2 separate regions of the Rattus norvegicus genome follow, and region 2 is linked to region 1. A link is a contact called in public Hi-C data. All regions are on one chromosome and are shown on one strand. The core of a region is the stretch at or near the end of the contact, and the rest is flanking DNA. Distances in the headings are between cores, read along the strand shown.

Region 1 (3,924 bases), core at 1,003-3,502:
CTTTGAACTCACAGCAATCTTCCTTCCTCAGCCTTCCATGTGCTGAGATATCAGGTGTCCCTCTCCATACTCAGCTTAGCTAGGTGGTATTTAAATCGATGCATACGAAGTCTTGAACCAAGTTTAAGAAAGGGTTTACAACAGAAAACAAGGAGCTCCCGTCCACCATCACTACTGTGGAAAGATCGAGTTCCTTTGAGAGTGAATATGAACTTCGGTGACCAGGGCTTTTAAAAAACATGTGTATAACGCTGGATCACAGAACAAAGGTGAGAGAGTCTCCCCACCTCTATATTTCCAGAAGGTTATGGTACCATGAAAGGCAGCCTGGTTCCTGGTTGAGCTAAGGCTAGAAACCCTGGTGACACTGAAGAGACAGTAGGCATTTCACCTGACTCCCCGATACCCTTGTCACTAGCTCCAGCCCTCCATAGATTTGTGGCCATCAGTCACGTAAGTGCAACGCCCCAAGCCCCTCCACACGTAGAGGATGTGACCACAAGTCACGTAGGCTCAAGACAGAGCCCCATTCTAACGAGGTACCTAAAGGACTGGAGGCTTAGCCAATAAGCTTTCCCTCCCAGACACTCCTCCCTGCAAAAGATATTTAATCTCAGACCCACCCTGAGAAGTGGGGTATGGTTTTACTCATCCACTTTCCACCATGACAATAAACATCTTAAAACCATAGACTGATTCTTTATATCGGGATCTGCCCTGGGGGAGCCATGGAAAAGGCCTTGGCCTACAGAGCTGCCTTCTAATCTCCAGTAGAAGGCCTCCCTGCTCTCCCAGCCATGGCCGCCACCACCACCAAGCCTTCAGCCTACACTCATCAAGCCAGAGACTTTCCCCATGCGACCAGCAGAAGTTTCCCACTCTTTTCCCCCGCCTGGATCTTGCCCTCTGGCCTCCACTTCATTCTCAATTCTTCTACCCCAGCCTCACCACAGGGCTGGGGATCCCCCCCAAGTCAGCTCCAGCAGTCCCTCGCCTCAGACCATACTTCACCATCCCTGGAGCGGTGTCCCAGGGCTGCCCTACAGCCTGACACCCACCCAGGGACAGCGTAGCACAGTCAAACTTCTCACCTGGCTCCCCAGTGGCCATGCCCTGTGGTGGAGCAGACGCAGGACCCCCACCTAACCCTACAGAAGGTTGCTTTGCTGTGATTTGAGTTGATCTGGTCACAAAGATTAACGGACAGTATTATTATTCAGTAGATACACAGAACTTTCTCTCGAATGTCTTGAGATAGCTAATATAATAATCACTCAACCCCTGACTTTGGTATAAGCCAAATCAATAGAATACTTTTGCAGATCTTGAATCAGGGGTTGGAGAGAGGTCTCGGTAACTAAAAGCACTGGCTACTCTTCCAGAGAACCCAAGTTTGACCCCTGATACCACACAGAAACTCACAAGTGTCTGTAACTCCAGTTCCAGAGGATCTGTGAGCCTCCTCTGGCCTTTGTGGGCACCAGGCATGCCCATTGTACCCCATTATGCATCTGTTCAATGAAGGGGAGTATCTATGCTGTACTAATATAGGACTACAAATCTATCTCTTGTGGGATTCAATCCTAATTGTATTTTTTTCATCATTTGGCTTTTCTTGGGGGGGGGGATCAAAATGCCAATCACCAGCCTTTGATCAAAAGTGGTGTGAGCATCCCTGGCCTGGGAAGGGACCACACACCACCTGGGCATGTGTTATGAGTTTGGTTTGCAGAGGGGTGAAGAGGATGAGCAAAGGTCACAGCAGGCAGCTAGGGCTTCTCTGACGCAGAATCACACATCAGTTTCATGGACACACAAGGAGGCAGGAGATAAGTCCTTTGTAGTAAGAACATTAGTCATCACGGGCATGCAACTTTGGAATTGAAGTAGTCGTGCCCTCCATGCCCAGAAGGACTCCCCCAGAGCAGGCACAGGTGGGTTTCATTTTATGCCCATAACCTTGAGGCATCCACAGGGTGCCAGGAACTGCTTCCCTGCTGAGCCCTGCTTGCCATAAACATGGCCCGCTAAAGTGGCTCGGAAGCAGTTTGATCATGGGGCGAGAAATGCCAATCTAACCCATTTGCCATTGATTTCTTAAGCAGATTCAGGGACACAGGACGAAGCCCAGCTTTTGCAGGAATGGTTTAAGCTGGTTCTGGAGAAGAATAAATTAATGCGATATGAGTCGGAGCTACTGATCATGTAAGTAAGGCAACACAGATAACAGGGAGTGCTAACAGCCTGGTAGCAGGAGCGGGTGGCTCACCGTCCTTGGCTGGAGTCCCAGGGTTTTTCTTCTTTGTGCATACAGAACAGTGATTGAGGCAAATTGGTATTTTGTGTCTTGCATATCATGCTGGCATTAGTGGAAAGACTCTTTAGTTGTCTGCTCTCTCTGCAGAGTTCAGTGGCTAAAATAGATTTCAGAAGCAGGTCAGGAACTAGAAGGCAGCCAGTCCATTCTTGTGCCCCAGTCTCTCTCTCTCTCTCTCTCTCTCTCTCTCTCTCTCTCTCTCTCTCTCTCTCTCTCATATTCTCATACACACACACGTACACACACACACACACACACACACGCACACACACACACCATCAGTGGGGAATCTGCACTTGGCCCCTCTGTGTGAACCAAGGGGAATCTGCCTGACCACTTCCTGATTTTGACAAAAGAAGGGTTGAACCCTGGCTGTCTTCCATCTGTCTGTGTGTCTTCTTGTAGAAAGGGCTGGTGACCTAGTCAGATGGTCGGAAAGAAGATCGTGACTCATCACACAGTTCTGCACCAGAAAACGGGCACTATATCTACTATCATTCTGGAGAAAGAGAAAATAGCATTAGGTATAAGCCACTAAGCTCTAGAATTACGCTGGGTGTTTTCATTTTTACTCTGCCCCTGAAAGGTCATCTGGGGACTTCAGAGATGGTCACTCTTCCCTGTCTGCATTCTGAACCAGGTGAGAAGTAGGCAAGCCATTCAAATATTACATTCATTATTAATAGTGATTAATGGCTGAGGATAAGACCCTAGGCAGGCTGACTAACTAGTTTCTTAGTTACTATCAAGTATGTGAGTCACAGCAATAGGAATGCCATCCCTTAGTCTGGGAGTGAGAAGTCCACATGAAGGTGGTGAGGGAGCCTCATTCTCCCAGATGCTCTCACAGAGACTCCTTCTTTCCTCTTCATCTTGTGGCTCTGGCCATTCCTTGGTGATGGCTCTGTCACTATAGCATCTTATGTCTCCACCCAGCCTTCTCTGTGTACCTGTGTCTCTTCCATGTCTCTCTTAGAAAGTCTTCTCTCATTGGGCTTTCAGTTCAATAAGATAATCCAAACGTGACCATCTTGAGGTCCCTAACCTTGTCGGCTAAGACCGCCTTTTAAGAAACATCACATTCACCACTTTCAGGGCTCCGGATGTGGACATGCCTTTCCTATTCAACCCATTGCAGTAGCCAAGTCTCAGAATTGGTTATGTTTACCTAATGAAAGAAGGAAGTGGACCCATTTAATCCTTAGGGGAAAGGCTTTCTCCTAGACCTTGGTCTCAAGGGTCGGGGATTGGGGGAGTGATATCCCCAGAGGCTATTTAACAGTGACCAGGAAGATGTGTTTGGTTGTCACATGTGAGGCTCTGACTGATAAACTAAGGAATAGAAGCCAAGGATGTTAAGCTTTCTCCCTGTGATACACAGGGCAGCCCCTCCTCCCACCACACAAGGAACCAGCAGCCTAAAGGATTAATGGTGTCAGCACTATGAAATCTTACCAAGGTCCAAGGCAAAGCCCAAGCACGAGAACACATGCTTGCTGAAGATAGGCTGATCCTGGGAGAGAAGGGAAAAGCGAGGTGAACGTGCCTCATCCTGAGAGTTGGGACGGGTTAGAGGAGGAGGCCAGAGTTACACTCACTACTCCACA
Region 2 (3,924 bases), core at 482-2,981, 270 kb after region 1:
TGCTATCAGACTTAAAAAAAAAAAACAACCTCTTATTTATTTATGTATATGAATGTTTTACCTGCATGTATGTACACCATGTTTGTGCCTGGTGCTCCCAGAACTGGAGTTACAGATTGTTGAAAGCGACCTTATGAGTGTTGGGAACCTAACAGGAGCCTGGTCATCTACTAGAGCAGCAAGGGCTTTTCGCTGGTGAACTATCTCTCCAGCTTCTTCTGCTCTCCGGAGACTTTATTCGCTGGTATTATGGGGGGTTATCTGGAAAAGAGATACACCTCTGGAGTTTTAACGGGAAAATAGTTGTGCATTTTCTAATACTCTGCCAGGTGTATGAGGTTCTTATTGTCAGCCTGTCATATTGCTGCATATTATTAACTAAAAATAATACACATTTGTACTTGATTGTGGTGGGCATCTACACAGGTGAGAAATTATAGAATTTATAGAATTAAACAAATACACAATGATGTGTTTAAGTTGATCTGGAAAATCTGCCCGAAAATTAATACCCCGGCTGGGATAAAATTTTGGCTGACATGGCTAGGGAAGAGCTGGGCAAAGCGAACAAAGAATGTCTCTGTATTACTTTTTACAACGGCATGGGAGTCTTCAATTCTCTTGACATAAAATTTTAAAAAACGCATGGATGGAAGATATTTTTGCCTTAAAAACGCACTGGTAAACGTTGTTTCCGAGCAAACAAGGCGTAGTGAGTCCCATTCGCTTTCCTGAGTTTATGCACACTCCAGGAATACTCCGGCACAAAACAGGCGCCATTAGTTTGTTCTGAAGCCAGAAGGAAGTCCCAGTGCGGGAAGGGCCGTCTCCTTTCTGGGAAACTACGGACTGCAACCGGCCCAAACTGCCAGCATGTCTGTCCCAGCCACCGTTAACTTTACCCGAGTTTCTGAAGTGCTGCGGTGTCGTCCACTCCAAAAACAGAGTTCAAACCGTTTATGATTGATTCTTACGTTCTCCATAAAGGGACGGCGCGAAGCTGCTTTTTGCAGCCAGGCAAGACTTTATTTTATTTAAGTGGGTGCAGGATTTCCTTAGACTAAACTCGCAGTACGAGTGAACTTCACTTCTAGAAAGACAGGGCAGGAAGCGGGCGAGGACTCTGCGACGCTCCAACCCAGTCTGCGAAGCCCAGAATTTGCGCGAGCACCGCGAACTTGGGTAAAGCGAAACGGCTTGAGGAGGAGTGGCGGGCTGGGAAGCTGCCCACTCCGGCCTCAGTTTCCTGAAGAGCAACCTCCCTTCCAGTCTGGGAGCGTCGCTGCCAGCGCACACCAGGAGGGGGTAAACTGAGTCACAGCAGGAGGAAAGCGCACACCCCGCCTTTCTAGTACCCGGCCGCCCCGCCTCGGACCGCACAAAGCCCTGAGCGCGCGCCATCGCGCGCGGCTCGCTCCCCCGTGGGCGCCAAGTCCCGCCCCACGCGCCCCGCCCCACATCATGACGTCACCGCGGCGGCAGGCCACGCCCCACCCCGGGCCCGGCGGCATGACGTCACCGAGGCCCCACCCCTCCGGAGCGAGTTCGGTCCTGGCGTTCATTTCATTCCTGTCCTCATTCCGCACATTCTTCGCATCGCTCGCGCCGCGCCGCGCCGCCCGAGCCGAGCCGAGCCTCCGCGGCCCCGCCGCCCGCCGCGGGCGCCCCCCAGCACTTCGCACACTCGCTTCCAGCTCGCGGGGAGTCCGCGCGCCGGGGCCCGGGCCCGGGGCGGCCGCGGCGGGGCGCAGGCCATGCGCTGACCCCCCAGCGCGCAACGTCGCCGGAGCGCGGGCAGCTGCCCCGGCGCGCCCTGCTGGTCCGGGGAGCCGGCGAGGCCGGGCTGGGGCGGCCGGGCGCGGGAGTACCGCGGGGAGTACCGGCTGGAGTAGCGCGGGGGCGGTGGCCCAGCGCCCCGAAGTTTGCCGCGCCCGCTCGGGCGGCCGAGGTAAGTTGCGCGCGGGGCGGACTCGGGGGCGCGGGCTGTCTAGGCGTCACCGCGATCGGCGCTTTGTGTGCGGCTCCCGAAGGGGAGCGGCCCCGCCGCCCAGCAAGTTGGGCCGCAACCTCGCGCGGCAACAGGCGGCCCCGCTCGGCTTTCTGCGCGCCCCTCTCTCCAGCGTCTCTCTCCCGCGCACCTCGCTCCTTGTCTGGGAAGCGCCGAGTTCGGCGCGATCACGGGTGGGGAGAGCGTCCGGCGTGCAGCCTAGAGCCTGCAGCCGGGTGACTCCCCCGGCGCCCGGCCCCTTCGGGGTCCGCGCGGATCCCGGCTCCTCCTCCCGGGAGATGAAAGAGGGCTCTCTCGCCCTTGCCGCCTCTCCAGAGCTGCTGCCGCCGCCGCCGCCGCCGCCGCTCCAGTGCACATTCAAGTGGAAAATTTTCAGGAGTCAGCAGAAACATTGTGTCCAAAAAAGACTGAGTCGCACTTACCACCAAACCCGGGAGTAGACTCTCCCTGGAAAACTTCCCTTCGGTAGGAAATACTGGGGGATTTGTTTGTTTATTGGAAGAGAAACGATCCCCAGGAGGGCCAAAAAAAAAAAAAAATTCTGGGGACACTTTTAGCCTTTGTTCGCGGCAGCACCACTTGTTTTCAAAGTCCAGAGGCCCGTTTGAAAGAAAGTTCAACTTCTAGGAGTTTCCTTTTTCTTTTTTAATGCATTAAAAAAAAATCAAAGCTACATTTAAAGAAGTAGAAAACAATGAAAGGCTCACACTTATCTTCCCGTGAAAATAAAACCCAGACTAGTTTTCCTCGGTCTTTAATCGTCTTTCTTTTTAAGGATTTATTTAAAGTTGAATGGTGTCACCCGTATAAAAATATTTATGAAACAATGAAATGCCAGCCACCAGCGTTTCTCAGGAGGCTTGTTAAGTTCTTAGAAGCTGTCTGTGATTTACAGAAATGCAAATTGATCTCAGCACTGGAAACTTACAGACAGATATTCCAGAAATCGGAGTGTAGCAAGGACGGGTTTTAAAATAGCGCCATTTGAAAGGAGCTAAGGTCCTTGGAACAAAATGGTCTGTAAATACGATCATATTTCAAAATAGTGAAAGGAAAATATTTCAATTCCTATAGATAATGCAAAGTAACAGAATCTTAGTTTCCTCCACGCCTTGTGGCCTGGATTCGTTCTGGAAGTTTAGGTGGTCTGGTGGCTTAGAGTGTGCTTGAGTGCTGGCAGGTGGTTCCCCGGGTGGACAGATCCTTCCCGTTAGGGAGACTCAATCTACCCGGAGCCGAGGGGTAGCTTGTCTGTGCAAGCCTGAGCTCTTGGGTGGGGGCTAATCTGCCTTGAGACTGGGGCTGGGAATAGTCCTCAGGCTGTACAGACTGTGCCAGGGGCTTCCGCCTTTCAGCGGAGTCTGCGATTTTCTGTGAATAGCAGGATCTTTGGGCCCAGGCACATCTGAATGCTTATAAGGGCCAGACTTAGATCCAACTTTGGTAAGAATCTTTCCTCTTTAGAAGGAAACAGTAGACCCAGTTACAGCATGACTCCGGAAAGACAAATGCGTTTAGCTGAACCTTTGTCAACAGCAAGGTTTTAAATTGTTGATGATTTTAAGGAGGAAAGGCGCATTTTTCTAATCTCAGTATTTCCATAAATGGTCATAAGATATTTTTGTGTAGTATTTCTTTGAATGTGTAACTCTGTGTTGGACTCTTAGATTACAGGTTTTTAACAGAGTTTGCAATTCTTTTATTTGTTGTTTGTATAAAAAAATAAACTGATAAGCTGTCTCCATTACTGAGTCTTGTTCATGTCCTTTAGTAAACCATTTTATTTTCTGTTTAATGGCAAGTATTGTTTAAATTAAAGATTTAGGGGAATATTAGAATACTTTTTTTATCTTTTTAAAACAAGTTTGAAACAAAGCCAGAAAGACACTTTGCCTTTACAAAAGAGTTTAAAAAAA

Evidence for each region. A called contact is a pair of places that touch in the nucleus more often than the background predicts.
Region 2: a contact with region 1 is called in a Hi-C map of the A7r5 cell line, with 2.4 times the contacts expected there. The contact joins the promoter of Tead1 here to the enhancer-like site in region 1. A contact is called at or near these places in 3 of 12 Hi-C or Micro-C datasets (the A7r5 cell line, mammary epithelial cells and psoas muscle) and 1 of 1 datasets of contacts at active chromatin or transcription factors (oligodendrocytes).

The regions. Positions count from the first base shown.
Region 1 is chr1:175,956,094-175,960,017 of GRCr8, forward strand. Mical2 (microtubule associated monooxygenase, calponin and LIM domain containing 2) reads left to right here. Exons shown (of 31, transcript NM_001395865.1): 29 at 2,106-2,205. Among named protein-coding and RNA genes, the nearest start is that of Parva, 24 kb to the right of the region's middle. Within about 2 kb of position 2,253, at least 9 of the 93 cell types and tissues checked have an H3K27ac peak or open chromatin away from gene starts, as enhancers often do. A contact at or near this core is called in the A7r5 cell line, where this site is marked.
Region 2 is chr1:176,225,444-176,229,367 of GRCr8, forward strand. Tead1 (TEA domain transcription factor 1) reads left to right here and starts at 1,732. Exons shown (of 13, transcript NM_001198589.2): 1 at 1,732-1,948.